2 separate regions of the Gossypium hirsutum genome follow, and region 2 is linked to region 1. The links are chromatin contacts, called in public Hi-C maps. All regions are on one chromosome and are shown on one strand. The core of a region is the stretch at or near the end of the contact, and the rest is flanking DNA. Distances in the headings are between cores, read along the strand shown.

What was found. A called contact is a pair of places that touch in the nucleus more often than the background predicts.
Region 2: a Hi-C map of leaf shows a contact between it and region 1, with 6 times the contacts expected there. The contact joins the enhancer-like site here to the promoter of LOC107912756 in region 1. A contact is called at or near these places in 4 of 34 Hi-C or Micro-C datasets (all in leaf).

The regions. Positions count from the first base shown.
Region 1 is chrA11:22,779,604-22,784,069 of Gossypium_hirsutum_v2.1, reverse strand. LOC107912756 (mitochondrial 37S ribosomal protein S27) reads right to left here and starts at 2,144. Exons shown (of 2, transcript XM_041081365.1): 1 at 1,974-2,144; 2 at 710-1,174. The coding sequence starts at 1,140. The coding sequence ends at 832.
Region 2 is chrA11:22,816,966-22,821,431 of Gossypium_hirsutum_v2.1, reverse strand. The region is part of intron 3 of LOC107912757 (protein PLASTID MOVEMENT IMPAIRED 2); the gene reads right to left. Among protein-coding and RNA genes, the nearest start is that of LOC107912759, 8.1 kb to the left of the region's middle. Within about 2 kb of position 2,556, at least 1 of the 9 cell types and tissues checked has an H3K27ac peak or open chromatin away from gene starts, as enhancers often do. A contact at or near this core is called in leaf, where this site is marked.

The DNA.
Region 1 (4,466 bases), core at 895-3,394:
TTATTCATTGATGTCAATTGTCAAACAGATTTACTCATGAGTTAAGCCAAGTTCAAGGGTATATGGATATTAATATTTTTTTTGCCTAATGAAATCTTTAATCCTAAAACCTTTACATAAATTTCAGAACTTTAGATCATGCCTGGACTTAGAAAACTTTTACCAAACACTAGGCTTAAATAAATAATATGAACGATCTATTTTGCTCGCTCTCATTTTTTGAACTGTCCAAATCTTTCAAATTTCAAAGCAAGGGATAACGCAACCCAACCCTAGACAAAGTCTAATTTAAAACTATGTTTCTTCAAATTTTCATTTTTTACATATTAGTATCCAACACTTGTACACTTTCAATCCAACACAGTTGAATATGAACAAAAATCTACGAGTACATTCAAAGAACTTGACAAAAGAAAAAGGAAGTTATAATTTTAATTTCATTTCGGAGTGGAAGTGGAAATGTGCAAACAGAGTGCAGATTAACTTCACCACCTGTGTATCCATTTTGTATACATCTAATCATTTCGTGCTTAAAATTATCGAGTCTATAGCTAATCAAACAGATTAAAGAAACTCATCCCTCCATCTCAACCATTTCATCTATTCGAAATCCAATCCAAACTTGGGCGCAGCAAAAATACCATAATCAAATTCAAACCCGTAGTATTCAGTTAGGTGTTTGTTAAGTTCAATTTAATTTTGGTTCAAGTAAACAATCAAATATATTTGGTTTGATTTCAATTCTAACAAACTGTCCAACAAGATGGCTAACTGCATTAAAGAAACAGCCATTTATGAAGTCAAAACAAAAACCATCTCATGTGATTACCTCTACTTGTTGCGTTTAGCGGCACGTCTTCCTTGGCCTTTCTTTGGTGGTCCCTTACCACGTCTCTTCAACGATTCAAGCTTCGATAAGCGCTCTTCTTCTTCACGCGCCATGACATGCGGATCATCGTTCTTGATATCATACGGGTACCATTCTGCAACCTTGTCCCCGATGAGCTTTTTGCGTAAGATCTTATGGGGTGATCTCTGTCCCGTTGGGTTGAGTATCTGTCCAAATATTCTTGCTCGAGCTTCAGTGACCCCTACTACAACGGCCGAAGCCAACATTTTCTTTAAACCACCAGCACTCATCTTTCAGTCAATTCTGTTAAACGTTGAAAAGAAACTTCAAGAAAATTTCACAATCATGTTAATAAATCTTTCAGCAATAGCATACTGAAAATTTCAAAATATTTTAGCAAACAAGATGATCTCCCTCATAACCAGATTTAGGGCAGAAATTTTCCCAATTTGTTCTAAAACCAGAACAAAAATATATTTCCAACTATTTCTCATTCAATAGTATTAAATATTCAAAAGAAACTTTCAGCAAAAGCATCGAAATAATATTTTAGGAAACAAGATGATCTCAATTCAATCCTAACCTAACCTAATAACCAAATTTACAACTGATATTTCAACAACTAGTTCTAAACTAAAACAACAATCATAAAACTCTGTTCTTAACCATCTTGGTTCAATTCAAACATAAAAAAAAAACAATCAAATCCCAATCTAATAATCAAATAACCAGGTTCTAAAACCAAAACAACATTCTATAAACTATTCAAATCGAGGTTTCAAATAGTGCAGTTGCAGCCGCTATTTCGCGGTAGCAGAAAAATCCGCCGCCACCAAAAGACCTCCTCAATTCACATCAATAGCAACGAATCGCGGACACAAATAGCAATGAAACCAAAAAAAAAAAAACGGCGATAAAGGTCCGCCATTTCCACTAAACCGATACCTTTTAGAAAAAATTCTATTTCTCAACAAAGTAAACAGAGAAAGGAGAGTAACCAACAGCAGAATCGAAACCAGAAAAATCAAATATAGCAGAGTGATAAGAGTAGATAACTCAAAATCTCTCTCATGAGTCAAGTAGAAAGAAATGTGCAAGATAAATTTAGGGTTTCAAAAATTACCTTTTATCTAATTTACTGGTCTGTCAGAAACTTGAAGGTAAAGAGGGGGCTTAGGTCAGGGAAGGAGGAGGGGGAGGCTGTGACAGAGTGGTGGTGGCGGCAGGGGATATGTGAGTATAGATGAGAGTGGGCCGGGAATTTTCTTAAGCAAATTTTAGATTACTTGTTGAAAATATATTTTATCATTTATCATTTTCAAATTTTGAAAAAACAAACATACTACAATTGTGTGAAAAAAATCTAACGAAAATTTTTTATACAAACAAAAAATATTTAATTATTTATTATTTTCAAAAATATTTTTATTTATAAGAAGTAAAAATAATAAATAATAAAATATTTGTTTGTATTTAAATTTTTGGGTAAACTACCCATTAGTCACTAAATTATGGGTTAGTTTTCGTTTTGGTCACTTAAATAAAAAAAAAGTTATAATTTGGCCATTGAACTATTTGAAAACTTTTATTCAAGTCATTGAATTGTTCAAAAGTTTTTATTTAAATCACAGGCTACTATGTTTATTTTTTTTAAAATAAGTTTCACTTTTGAGCTCCAAGCGATGATTCAACGGTCCTATGGTGGATTAGTACCCAATGGCTAGTACAATAACATACTTTAGGTCCAAGTTGATATGATGGTCAGTGTCGGAGATCAGAGAAAAAAGTTGTTAGATTTTCGATTCACAAATTTGTGGCGTCCAAAATTATTTTGTGAAGAAAAAATTGAATTATAGAAGATATTGGAAAAGAGAGCTTTCCATTGATGCAAACAATAAGAATAGAGAAAGACATATAGTGTCGATTTTAATAGCAAAGTGTCTTAAATGAAAACTTTCGAATAGTTCAATGACCAAATTGTAACTTTTTTAATTAAGTGACCAAACAAAAAACATTACCTGTAGCTTAGTGACTAATGATGTAATTTACCTTAAATTTTTTTGTTTGATTTTTTTTCGCATAAAAGGTAATATGTTTGTTATTCAAAATAAGGGTGAGCGTTCAATCAAATTGAGTGAAAAATTTTTGAGTTAATCGAGTGGACGAGTCATATTTTATCATCCTAACTCAATTTGAAAATTTTCGAATCGAGTTAATTGAAATGAAATTCAAGTTGCGTAGAATCAAATGAAATTGTTCGAGTTAAATTAAGAAATTAAATATGTCAAATTAAAATCTTGTTTTATTATAACTAATTTCATGTTAGAGTACATAAATATTTGAAAAGTTTTTCAAAGTAAAATAAGAAAAAAATACTTTAATATGATAAACTTGAATCACTAATTAACTTATTTAAGTCCTCAAGATTATTATTTAAAAAAAATTAACTTTCTTTATATATTCTTTTTTAAATGTTTATAATTTTTTTAAAAAATATATATAATTTTTGGGATTTTTATAAATATTTTAAATTTTTGAAAGTTATTTTGAATTTTTTTTGTATTTTTTATCGAGAGAAAGACCAATTTGCTCATTTTTAAAATTAACAAGACCAAAGGGGTATTTACACCAATCTATTATTCGAATTATAGAACTCAACCCAACTCGAACTCGAAACTCGAATAACTTATTTGAGTTTACTTGAAAAAATCGAATAACTTGAAATTTAATTTTTTTAGATTATTTTGAATTGAATCAAATTTTACTCACCCTTTATTCAAAATAATAAAATTTTCTATATATTTCAAATAAATCAAGTAGATATAGTGGATATATGCGCGGGTAATATAGAAAACAATTATTTTTTGAATCAATCTAATATATATTCCTGATTAAATTACCAAAAAAATGTTGATTTTTTTCAAAATTACCGGAATAGGCCGATTTTTGGAATATTTACTGGTATAGGCCAATTTAGGGAAAACATTGCTAGCTAGAAGCATTTTTTCCTGTGTTATATTAGGGTGTTTAGGGTTGTTAGGGTTTTTAGTTTGTTAGGGTTTAGGGTTGGGGTTTTAAAATTTAAATTTTAACATAATAATTGTAATTATCAAAATCGATATTTAAAATATTTGTATTTAAACCAATCGTTTGTAGTCGTTTGTATCGAGCACTCCGTTTAAGTTGTTACCCGATAGGTCATTCCGTCGCAAACCAAAAGGTCGATCAACGTCGACTTGATTACACAACAACAATGGATATTTCGGGATAGGTCAAACCAACCGATGAAGATGCAAACTAGAAAACAAATATCCATTCCATTGTAATATGTAAACGCGCAGTTCTGTGAAATGATAACAAATATTAGCTTTCATTTTGTGAAATGGTAACAAATTACAACTTCAATTTTGTGAAATGATAACAAAAATCAACTTTAATTTTGTTAAATGATAACAATATTCTTCTAAAAACATAATAATAAAAATCATCAAAAAATATAAACGTTCGATACAACGATGAAATTAATCAGTCCAGATGTCGGTCAGAATCTGTGCCACATCAAAATGGTCAACGGTTGCACGCTATATTCCTTCTTGGTTCAGCCTCCGGGTAGGTT
Region 2 (4,466 bases), core at 1,307-3,806, 37 kb before region 1:
TTTTCCACATGCAACTTTGGGATTTCTAGAAAGGATTTAGCTTCTTCCCTCACATCCTCCTTTGAAATTTCTTCTTCATCTTGTTCTTCTTTACTTGAAAATTCTTCTTCATTTGAAAATTCTTCTTCACTTGACCAAATGTACTTCTTACGGAGAAATGGCAACACCTGATACATAATTTTATATTTAGTTGTTTACACCTACTAATCTATTGTTATTATGTTACTCGGATATTTATAAATAATAATAAACACAAATATGCGTTTGATATAAATATATTTAAATAATTTCATATATATATATATAAACAATAGTTAGGTATACATATTAAGATGCAAATACTTTTGATAAAAATACTAAATTGAAGTAATTTACTTGATTATATATGTGTCAAATATATATTTATACTCATCACTCTCCTCTAATTTAAATAATTTAGTCAAGAAGAAGTTAAAATAAAGTTAATATCTAATTCAAATTAAATGTTTATTTTCCTAAAAGTTAATTAGTAAATGAAATAATTGAATTAACTAAATATTTTTTCAAAAGATACACTTACAGCAGAAAGGACGCATTTCACTTCAGCAATAAATCTGCACTCCTCACAAAAGTAAATTAACTCTCTTTTATTTCTTTTTTCCTCACAAACATCGCAATAAAATTCATCATCAGAATTATAAGCGTCTTCCGTTGAGTTCAACTCATATTCTAAAGGAGACTTGTAAATAGTAAAGGATGGAGATGAGATTTGTGGCTTATTGTTTTGGGTGCTGATGGAAGACACTGGATATGGATGTTTATGTCACATTCCAAACATCGAAGAATGAAATTACAGCAATTTGCACCACAAAAATGGCAAGTCATATCGGCTACTTTCTCAATGAGAGTGAGAAAATGGTTATGGCCATCGAGAACAAAAGAGGGTTCGAGCTTACTACAATCCAAGTGAAGGTTAAACCCACACCCATACCTATCTTTCGGACAGCTATATGCTATAAGACATGAATCAAAGCCCATATAACATGCACCACAACGACGGATTTCATCATTGTATGGAAGGGATGCGATGGTGAGTTTGTGTTGGGGATGAGAAGGATGGTTAATATGTGGACGGAGGCAAGGTAATTTAAGAGCGCCCGATTTGTGTAAAAAGAAGTGGTTGCATGATCTGCGGCTACACCTGAAAGCTGGTGTGGGAGCTAAGCAAGTTTCCACACATGCCACACATTGAGGTTCATTGTTGAAATCTTTATGGTTTTCGATGAGTGCTAGTGGATGTGGGTGGCTGAAATGTTGGATCTCTTTGGCATCTTCAGAGTCTACAGTGGGAAGCAGGGCACATTTGACATGCAGATAGAAATAACATTTATGGCATCTGAACTCTATTCTGGAGATAATATCTTCACCGCATTTATCACAGCAGTGAGAGATACGAGTTGTGAGGAATAGGAGAGTGCAGGGATGGATGAGATGATTGATCAACTGTCGAGGAATGCTCGTCATGCAAGATTTATGAAGGAAAAACTTGCATTACGTGCAACCGTAGGTAGAAGAAGAAGAAGAAGAAGAAGAAGAAGAAGAAGAAGAAGAAGAACAGAGCTTTTCACAAATGGCACAGACAACTTCATGTTTTTGCAGGGTGGAATCAATAACAGGTTTTAAGGGATGATCAAAATGAGTGAAATGTTGAATGGTGTGTTCCTCATCTGAATATTCTACCATGGGCTTTAGGGCGCATTCCACATGCATGTTAAAACGACAACTTAACTTGCATTGATACTGATAGCGATAGTTTGAAGAGATTTCTCCAAAACAAGCATAACAATCTAAACAAAAATAATGAGAGAGCACAAGCGGGCATGGATGAAAGAAACTTTGAACCTCTGGTTTGAGCCTATCAAGACAAGATTTATGAAAAAAATACCTACAACGGTTGCAACCATACATCGGGGACCTATATGGAATCCTTACATGCATGGCACCAATGCCATATATTCCCGTTTTCAATGACCGACAAGGGGTGGTCGTGGATGACATGTTCAATCTCCATTTATGAAACAAACAACCAAAACACTTACATTTGTCAGCAATCCGCTCTTGCATTATATAACAACGGCCAGTCTAATTTCATAATATATAAGGGTAAACTACACTTGTTATCCCTGAACTTCGGTTAATATTACGTTTTGGTCACTCAACCTTTTTCATTTACATAATAACTATTAACGATAATGAATTGTTACATTTTTGCACTCATCCATTACCTCTTGTTAAATATAATGTTGTACCTTAATTTAAAAGGCTAATAATCAATTTGGCCCCTAAAATATAAATAAAATATTATTTTGATATTTTTAATTATTTTCTTAAAAATTATTTTATTTTTAAAAAATATTAAAAATAAATTGAATTGAATTATAAATAATTATTATAAAATTTTATATTAATATTTGTATTATTATATTAATATAAATATAAAATGAAATGAAATAAAACCCACCCCACCCATCCCTCTCCTCTCCCCCACCGTTGGTCCCCTCCCTCTCCCCACCCATCATCTTCCCCACCCGCCCTTTACCTCTTTCTCTCCTACCCTATCGTTGCGAGGCGGGGAAAAATTTATTTTTTAATATAATTATTTTATTTAATATTTATATTTATATAATATTTTTTTTAGTTTTTATAATAATTAATTTTTAATTTTTTTAAAAACTTTTTTTAGAATAATTATTAAGAAAATAATTAAGATATCAAAATAATATTTTATTTATATTTTAGGGACCAAATTGGTTATTATCCCTTTAAATTAATGTGCCACATTATCATTTTAACGGGAGGTATCAGATTAGTAGCAAAAATATAACAATTTGATAATGTTAATGGTTATTATATAATTAAAAAGAGTTGGGTGACCGAAATTTAATCTTGACCGAAATTAAGGGACAATGATGTAAAATTTGTCTCTTACTTAATGATTAATTTACTACAGATTCTATGCATAGCACAACATTGTAAGCAAATAAAACATTAAAGTGATTCCATGTTTTTAATTAATGGTTAAAGTTGATGATATTTGGAAGAAACGAATTATAACAAAAAAAAATATAAACAATGATTTGCAATAAATATCTTTTAGGTTGGATACAAAATATAAACATGGGATCAAATCAAAATAGAAGCTGTAATGTTGGAAGAATAGATACTTAGCTTGGTTTAGGTATTTTGAAGAGGAATCATGAAATTTTTCATTAAAATATCAAGTATAAATGATTTTATAGGGAAAGAGAAGCCTTAAATGTTTCTTTCTTGATTTCCTGCCTGGACCATCAAATCTATTGTTGTTGAATAAAAGTATCCATTTGTGATAATGAATTTGCATAGGGAAAACAACTACCAGAATCCAGTCCTTGCTTTCAAATGCATCTTTAACTAGGTTATTAACACCCACACTCCACCTCTCTAAAAACATGGCAAAAGCTGACTGATCACCATTGTTGACATCTTTTTAAGATGGCCTCCTATCATTGTTGAGTCAAATTATTTAGCTGTTATTATTAAACTTAATTAGGTTTGGATAAAATTTGATTTTATTAGAAAAATTTTTAAAATTTTACGTTATTTGAATTTTAAGTTGAATTTTACAATTCGAATAATGGATTGGTGTAAATACTTCTTTGATTCCTGTCAATTTTAAAAATGAGCAAATTGGTCTGTCTCAACAAAAATTACAAAAGAAAATTCAAAATAATTTTATAAATTTTAAAAATTTAAAAAAAAATATGAAGAATATATAAAGAAAGTTAAGAATTTAAAAAATTTCTAAAATAATAATCTTAAGTACGTAAATAAGTTAATTAATAATTTAAATTTATCATCCTAATATCTTATTTTTTATTATTTTGCTTTAATTTTTTTAAATATATATGATTTCAAATTTATATGCTCTAATATAGAATTAATTATATTATAACAAGATTTTAATTTGACATGTTTAATTTTTTAATCTAACTCAAATAATTTCACTCATTTCGACTCAACTCAAATTTCATCTCACTCAATTTAATTTAAAAAAATTTCAAATCAAATTAAAAAAAAAATAAGATTCATTAACTCAATTAAATAAAAAAATTTTACTCAATCCCATCCCACTCTTACTTTAGATTTAATAGCAATAGTTTTGATTTATCTGTTAACGGCGGAATCATTGAGGAGCCCATATTTTGCGCGACTGAATTTCTTTTATTTCTTTTTCATATGCCCATTAACGGTCAATTATGTTGCACATTGTTTAGCCCATAAATCCATCGAAATTTACACTTTGTTTGATTTGGAATATCCAAATATCATCCATCGCTAAATTTTGATATTTTTTCGTGTTATAATTTTAATGGAATGTAATTGTTGGGAAAATTATTTTACAATATTTAATATATATAAAAATATATTGATTAAAATCACAAGAATGT